2 separate regions of the Sus scrofa genome follow, and region 2 is linked to region 1. The links are chromatin contacts, called in public HiChIP or PLAC-seq maps. All regions are on one chromosome and are shown on one strand. Each heading gives the region's core, a stretch centred on a gene start, on an enhancer-like site or on the middle of the called end of the contact. The rest is flanking DNA. Distances are from core to core; before and after follow the strand shown. Region 1 has its middle 110 kb from the start of SCAMP1. Region 2 overlaps LHFPL2 (lipoma HMGIC fusion partner-like 2).

What was found. HiChIP or PLAC-seq counts read pairs in DNA pulled down with a chosen protein or histone mark.
Region 2: an H3K27ac HiChIP or PLAC-seq map of alveolar macrophages shows a contact between it and region 1. The contact joins two enhancer-like sites. A contact is called at or near these places in 5 of 47 Hi-C or Micro-C datasets (embryonic fibroblasts, mesenteric adipose tissue, retroperitoneal adipose tissue and 1 more) and 1 of 2 datasets of contacts at active chromatin or transcription factors (alveolar macrophages).

The regions. Positions count from the first base shown.
Region 1 is chr2:87,318,262-87,321,233 of Sscrofa11.1, forward strand. It overlaps a transcript of LHFPL2 not described here. Among named protein-coding and RNA genes, the nearest start is that of SCAMP1, 110 kb to the left of the region's middle. Within about 2 kb of position 1,395, at least 5 of the 83 cell types and tissues checked have an H3K27ac peak or open chromatin away from gene starts, as enhancers often do. A contact at or near this core is called in alveolar macrophages, where this site is marked.
Region 2 is chr2:87,476,389-87,479,360 of Sscrofa11.1, forward strand. All of the region lies in intron 2 of LHFPL2 (lipoma HMGIC fusion partner-like 2), which reads right to left. Among named protein-coding and RNA genes, the nearest start is that of LHFPL2, 21 kb to the right of the region's middle. Within about 2 kb of position 1,568, at least 4 of the 83 cell types and tissues checked have an H3K27ac peak or open chromatin away from gene starts, as enhancers often do. A contact at or near this core is called in alveolar macrophages, where this site is marked.

The DNA of each region.
Region 1 (2,972 bases), core at 145-2,644:
TGGACCCTAGGAAAAAATTCAGTAATCAAGAAAAAAACTACAATGTGTACTTTCGAAATCTCCAGACCAAGGCCTAGCACCACAGCCGGTGGGTAAGTACCTGCTGCCCGCTCTTCACGGCAGTGCTAACCTCTCCGACGGCCTCTGGCGTCGGGGTGTGTGTGTTGGAGAGACCCCGGTTGAAGACAAATCCTTATTTACTTACTAGGTTAACTGCGAACAAATAGGCCTCTTATGAATCATGACAGCTGTCTATCCTGAAGGAGAGGTTATTTATAAGAAAGCAATAAAAACTGTCATTTTTTTTTAACCTCTGTCATATACCTGATGGATTTTTAGTGTCGGTTTTCGGGATTGAGCAAATTGAGACATATGTTGTCATCTCTAAAAGTATGGAAAATTACTGGTTTTGTTTTTTTCTCTCTTCCTGAAAGGGAACAGTGTTTTCTTCAGTTATATTATGGTGTGGCTTTTTTGGACTTAAACTTGGATGCTAGTCTAAGAGTCCACTCAGCAGAGATGTTGGTGTCCCCTGCCTCTCACCCTATCCAGTCGAGGTAAAAGGAAACGACAGCTGTTGTGAATGCAGACCTTGGTGTCAAACTTCCATCTGACCTTTGGCTTTGCCACTTAGTGTTTTAATTCGGGGCACGTTAACCTCAGTAAAGGTACTTTGGGGTCAGTTAATACATCTATAAAATAAGGATAATAAGAGTTTCCAGTCCTAGGGCTTTTTGATGAATAAATGAATTGTATGAAGTGCTTAGCAGAGTAGCTGCACATGGAAAGTGCCTAATAGTTATTCAAAGTTCTCATTATCTGTCTCTGGGTATTAAACACTCTCAAATCTCAATCTCCAACCCGATCTTCTGTCCATAGTATCCCTAGCTGCACACAGGACTTCTCCGTTGGCAGCCTAAGCTGAGCCTTCATCCCATCACCATTTCTGCTTCTGCTGCATTTCTGATCTAGGTCATGGCGCCACTTCCTACCCAGTGCCCAGACTAAGTAGCAGAGGGTCATCCCGGACTTGTTCTCCTCCTCCCCCAACTGCTTCTCATCAGTCCCCGAGCTGCCCCTCCTTTCTCCCCAACATCATCTCACTGTCTTCACGATCTCCTGCCCAGGTGTGCTTTCTCTTGAGAATACATCTTAGTGGTTTCTCCCAAGCACAGGTACGTGGTGGACTACCTGCCTGTAGATAATAGATTTTTCAGGATATGTGGCTATAAAACGCCAAGGATCTGCTAATAGCTACAAGTTTTTTGATGGATTTTTCTTTTCTGCGTGGTTTTACTACTTCCTCTTATTTATTTCTGCTTTTATGTACATCCTGTGCATCTAAGCAAAATGACCAGTTCAAGACTTATCTAGCAGCTCTCTCGAGGGTGAGAAGGACGCTGCAGGGAAGCAGATAGCGGGAGCAGCAGGGGGCGGCCCCAGCCCCATGACCAAGCAGCTGATAGGACCCTGAAATAAAGACAGTTACTGGTTCTGGCTGCTTTTTGGAGAGTAGGCTAAAGGTTTGCTTTGATGCTCTTACCCTTTAGTGTTCGGGAGTTTTTGTTGTTGTTGTCTTTTTTCCTTTTTTTTTGAGGGCCGTGCCCGCAGCATACGGAAGTTCCTAGGCTAGGGGCGAATAGCAGGTGCCGGCCTACACCACAGCCACAGCAACGCCAGATCCGAGCCGCGTCTGTGTCTACATCACAGCTCATGGCAACGCTTAACCCACTGAGTGAGGCCAGGGATCGAACCCAAAACCTCATGGTTCCTAGTCGGATTCATTTCTGCTGTGCCACGGTGGGTACTCCTAGTGTCTGGGAGTTTTAAAAGGTACTATATTACTAGAAACTACTAAACTAACCCACTTAAAGGAACTGTCCAGGACAGTCAAGACTGTTATTAAGTGATTTTATGTTAAGCAAACACTTAAGGAGAGCTAGGAGTGTGTTGAATGCAGTATCTTCCAGCCAGCTCAATCATGGAAAGTTGATCCAGTAGCAAAACTGCTAAGTTAAAAACTAAGGATGAGATGGGAAGCACACGTGAGGGTCCCCCAGCCTCTGCTGAAATTTAAAGCCAGGGTCCTTTCTCTTGGGGATTAACTTTTGAGAACGATGTAGTAATAGCTGAAAAAGCTGTGTTACTTAGATCTTAATTTGACGATGTTTTGCCTTTTTTGATTGAGCTAATTTTTTCAGCTTTTAATTTTGATTCCTATTAGAAATCTGGCACGTGTCAGGTATGTTTAGAGGTGAAAGCATGTAGTTTCAGCTATCACAGGCCCTGGATTGGGAAAAGAAATAGCTATTTTTATTCTAAGCGAACATGCGATATGGAGAGATGAATACGAGTTTATAAGAAGGGCTGCTTGTGCCTTCTTTGAGTTTATGAATTAGAATTCTGCTTCTAGATGGGGCTTTTTACAGGCAGGATTACCTTCAGGAAATGTAGATGTGGCACTGCTCCATGACTGGCTTTTGATTTTGGTGTTTGTGTTGGAAGAGGAGGCTGTGTCCTTCAGTTGACTCGTCCCTTGCTGTGTGTGGTACGCGCTTCTTTACATGATGTACATAAGCCTTTTGACCACTGGGAAGCATCTCCATCTTTCTTGTATAGAATTTGAGAGGGTCCCCCCCCCAATTTAAAATTACATTAATGCTTCTCCAAGAAAGAAATTCATACATCTCTCAAAGTTAAAGTGAACCTAAGGTAGATGTATACATATGTTAGTAGTGAAAGGTATAGTTCATCAGTATTACAAATAAGTTAGTGTTTAAAATTTGATGGATGTTTTCTTGATCAAATTGTACACATCACATGGAAACCAAAATACCGAGACTTGCAAGAATCAGGACGTGTTTGCAAAATCAGGTTTAATTTGTATCTGGGAAGGGGAAGGGGAGCATGTGGTGAAAATACATATGCACAGGAACCTAATCAATGCTAGACAAACAATGTATTCATTTACA
Region 2 (2,972 bases), core at 318-2,817, 160 kb after region 1:
ATGGTTCCTAGTCGGATTCATTAACTACTGAGCCACAACGGGAACTCCGAGAAAGGCTTTTAAGAGGCATTAAAGTCCAGCCAACTTCTGAGTAGCCACAGTAATGAAGGAAAGGACCAGCATACGGCCAACGCTACAGGACTCTTGCCTCTGAGTACTGCAGGGCAAAGATGCTTGTACAGGATATGGAGAAGCATTAGTGCAACAAGTGAAAATCTTCCCCTCTCGCCCTCCCCCACTCCCCAAATTCCCCTCAGATAACATTTCAGGAAAATCTGGCTGGAGCTCCCAAGGGCATCACATCCACACGAAAAAGATGTACCTCTACGGGTCCATTGTCTGCTTATACAGGGAAACAGCAGCTGCTCCTGAATCAATGGGGGGAGAGATTTTTATAAGATCTATGCAAACTGAAGCTATGGTTAAATGTACTTACTAGTGGTTAAGGTTTTTATTAGCACGTCTTTTCTTTATTTTTTAGGGCCGAACCTGCAGCATATGGAAGTTTCCAGGCCAGGGGTCAAATCAGACCTGCAGCTGCCAGCCTATACCACAGCCACAGCAACATCAGATCCTTAACCCACAGAATAAGGTCGGGGATCAAACCCACATCCTCATCCTCATGGACACCAGTCAGGTTCTCAACCCACCGAGCCACAAAGGGAACTCCTTATTAGCACATCTTAATAGAAGCTTTCTTTTTTCTTTCTTTCATGGCCACACCCACAGCATGTGAAAGTTCCCAGGCCAGGAAGTGAATCTGAGCCACAGCTGTGACCTATGCTGCAGCTACAGCTGCAGCAACGCTGGATCCTTTAACTCACTGTGCAGTGCTGGGGATCTAACTTGTGCCTCCGCAGTGACCTGAGCCGCTGCATTTGGGTTCTTAACCCACTGGATCACAGCAGAAACTCCATAGAAATTTTCTTTTTTTCTTTCCTTTTCTTTTTGCTTTTTAGGGCCGTAACCACGGCAATATGGAGATTCCTAGGCTAGGGGTCGAATCAGAGCTACAGCTGCCAGCCTATGCCACAGCCACAGCCACTCCAGATCCCAACCATGTCTACGACCTACACCACAGCTCACGGCAATGCCAGATCCTTAACCCACTCAGCAAGACCAGGGATTGAACCCACAACTTCATGGTTCCTAGTCGGATTCATTTCCGCTGGGCCACGACAGGAACACCAAAGTTTTCTTTTTATTCAGAGCTAAGTTCACAAATATTCAGCAGAAATTTCTACAGCAGAGCAGGAGAAGGTGGAGACAAGTAGATACAAGATGGTAAGCCCATGAATAATGGACACGGAAAAGGCTGGGCCCCAGAAATACACCAGCCAGAAGCAGTAATGCAGACCGTCGACGCCCTGGCCTTTTGGGTCACAGGCACAGGCAATCCAAGAGTTACTCAACTTTGCTTAGGACTGTGTCCAGCATACAAAGAGCCCTCCCCAGCCTGTCCTCTCCAATCTCCCCCAATTCCTGCCTGAATTGCTCTGCCCCCCTTGATCACTTTGCTCACCCTCAGAAAGAAACCAGGCTGCCTTGGGGAATGGTGCCAGCTGGTGGCTGATACAGAGAACTATCTATTCATCATCACCCTTTTCTCTCCTTTCTCCAGGAGGACACCATCAGTCACCCCCTCCTCTGCTTCCTCCCATTATGATCACAGAGGGCTTAATTTCAGGAGTTGCCATCGTGGCTCAGAGGTTAACGAACCTGACTAGGAACCATGAGGTGGGGAGTTTGATCCCCGGCCTTGCTCAGTGGGTTAAGGATCTGGCACTGCCATGAGCTGTGGTGTAGGTTGCAGATGCGGCTCAGATCCCGCGTTGCTGTGGCTGTGGTATAGGCCGGTGGCTACAGCTCTGATTAGACCCCTAGCCTGGGAACCTCCATATGCCGCAGGAGCGGCCCAAGAAATGGCAAAAAGACAAAAACATAAATTTCAAAGTCTAAAATCCCAGGACAGAATCTCAGATCCCCCACTTCCCTACCCAGAGACCAAGCGCAAGTCACATAACCTCGCTCCGCTTCGCTCCCTTCTCTGTAGTCATGGACAGAAGTACCTTCCTACCCAAAAGGCCTTTATGAAGCAGCAGAAACAAACACACCATGAACAGAACAGTGCTCATCAAACAGAGGAGACAGACTCGCCCATCTGCTCACTCCCCACCAGCTGGTTTAGGAATCTGAATGCCCAACTCACAGGAATTCCATGGCCATCGTGCTCCAAAACTGCACCGTTGACAACAGATTGAGGTTTTTAATTGGGTTCAAAGGATTTTTTTTTTTTTTTTTAGGGCTGCACCTGTGGCATATGGAGGTTCCCAGGCTGGGGGTCGAATCATAGCTGTAGCTGCTGGCCTACACCACAGCCACAGCAACGCCAGATCCAAGCCACATCTGCAACCTACACCATAGTGCATGGCAATGCTGGATCTTTAACCTACTGAGTAAGGCCAGGGATCAAACTTTCGTCTTCATGGATACTAATCAGATTCATTTCCACTGAGCCACGACGGCGACTCCCTTATTTTTTTTTTGTTTTTCAAATTCTTTTAAATTGTATTTGCCTTCCTCAGAGGTAAAGATGCCATTTCAACACTGAACGGGCTCTCTTGTCTGGTGGGGTAACTGTATTTTCAGTGTAAATGCCACGGTTCTGATCAACGGGCCAAGCAATCCCTTGGGACTTATATCAGTTGTTTTGAAGTCTCTAACTCTCCGGACAGGAGAAACTCCTGTTCTTGACCCACCAAGCCCTACGTGATCACTGGGCCTCCCCAGGCCCCCCTCCACACTTGGCAATTGGGCTCTGGGTTTACCAGGAGAAAGTCTAAAGTATTCCACTTGAAACCAACTTTTCCTGGACTGAGGCTCTGCTCCATGACCAAAGGCTGGCTCCCTGTGATAAAGATCTCAAAGGGGCTAATGAAATTATCTCCTCTGCCCTTTATTCCTCAGTAACA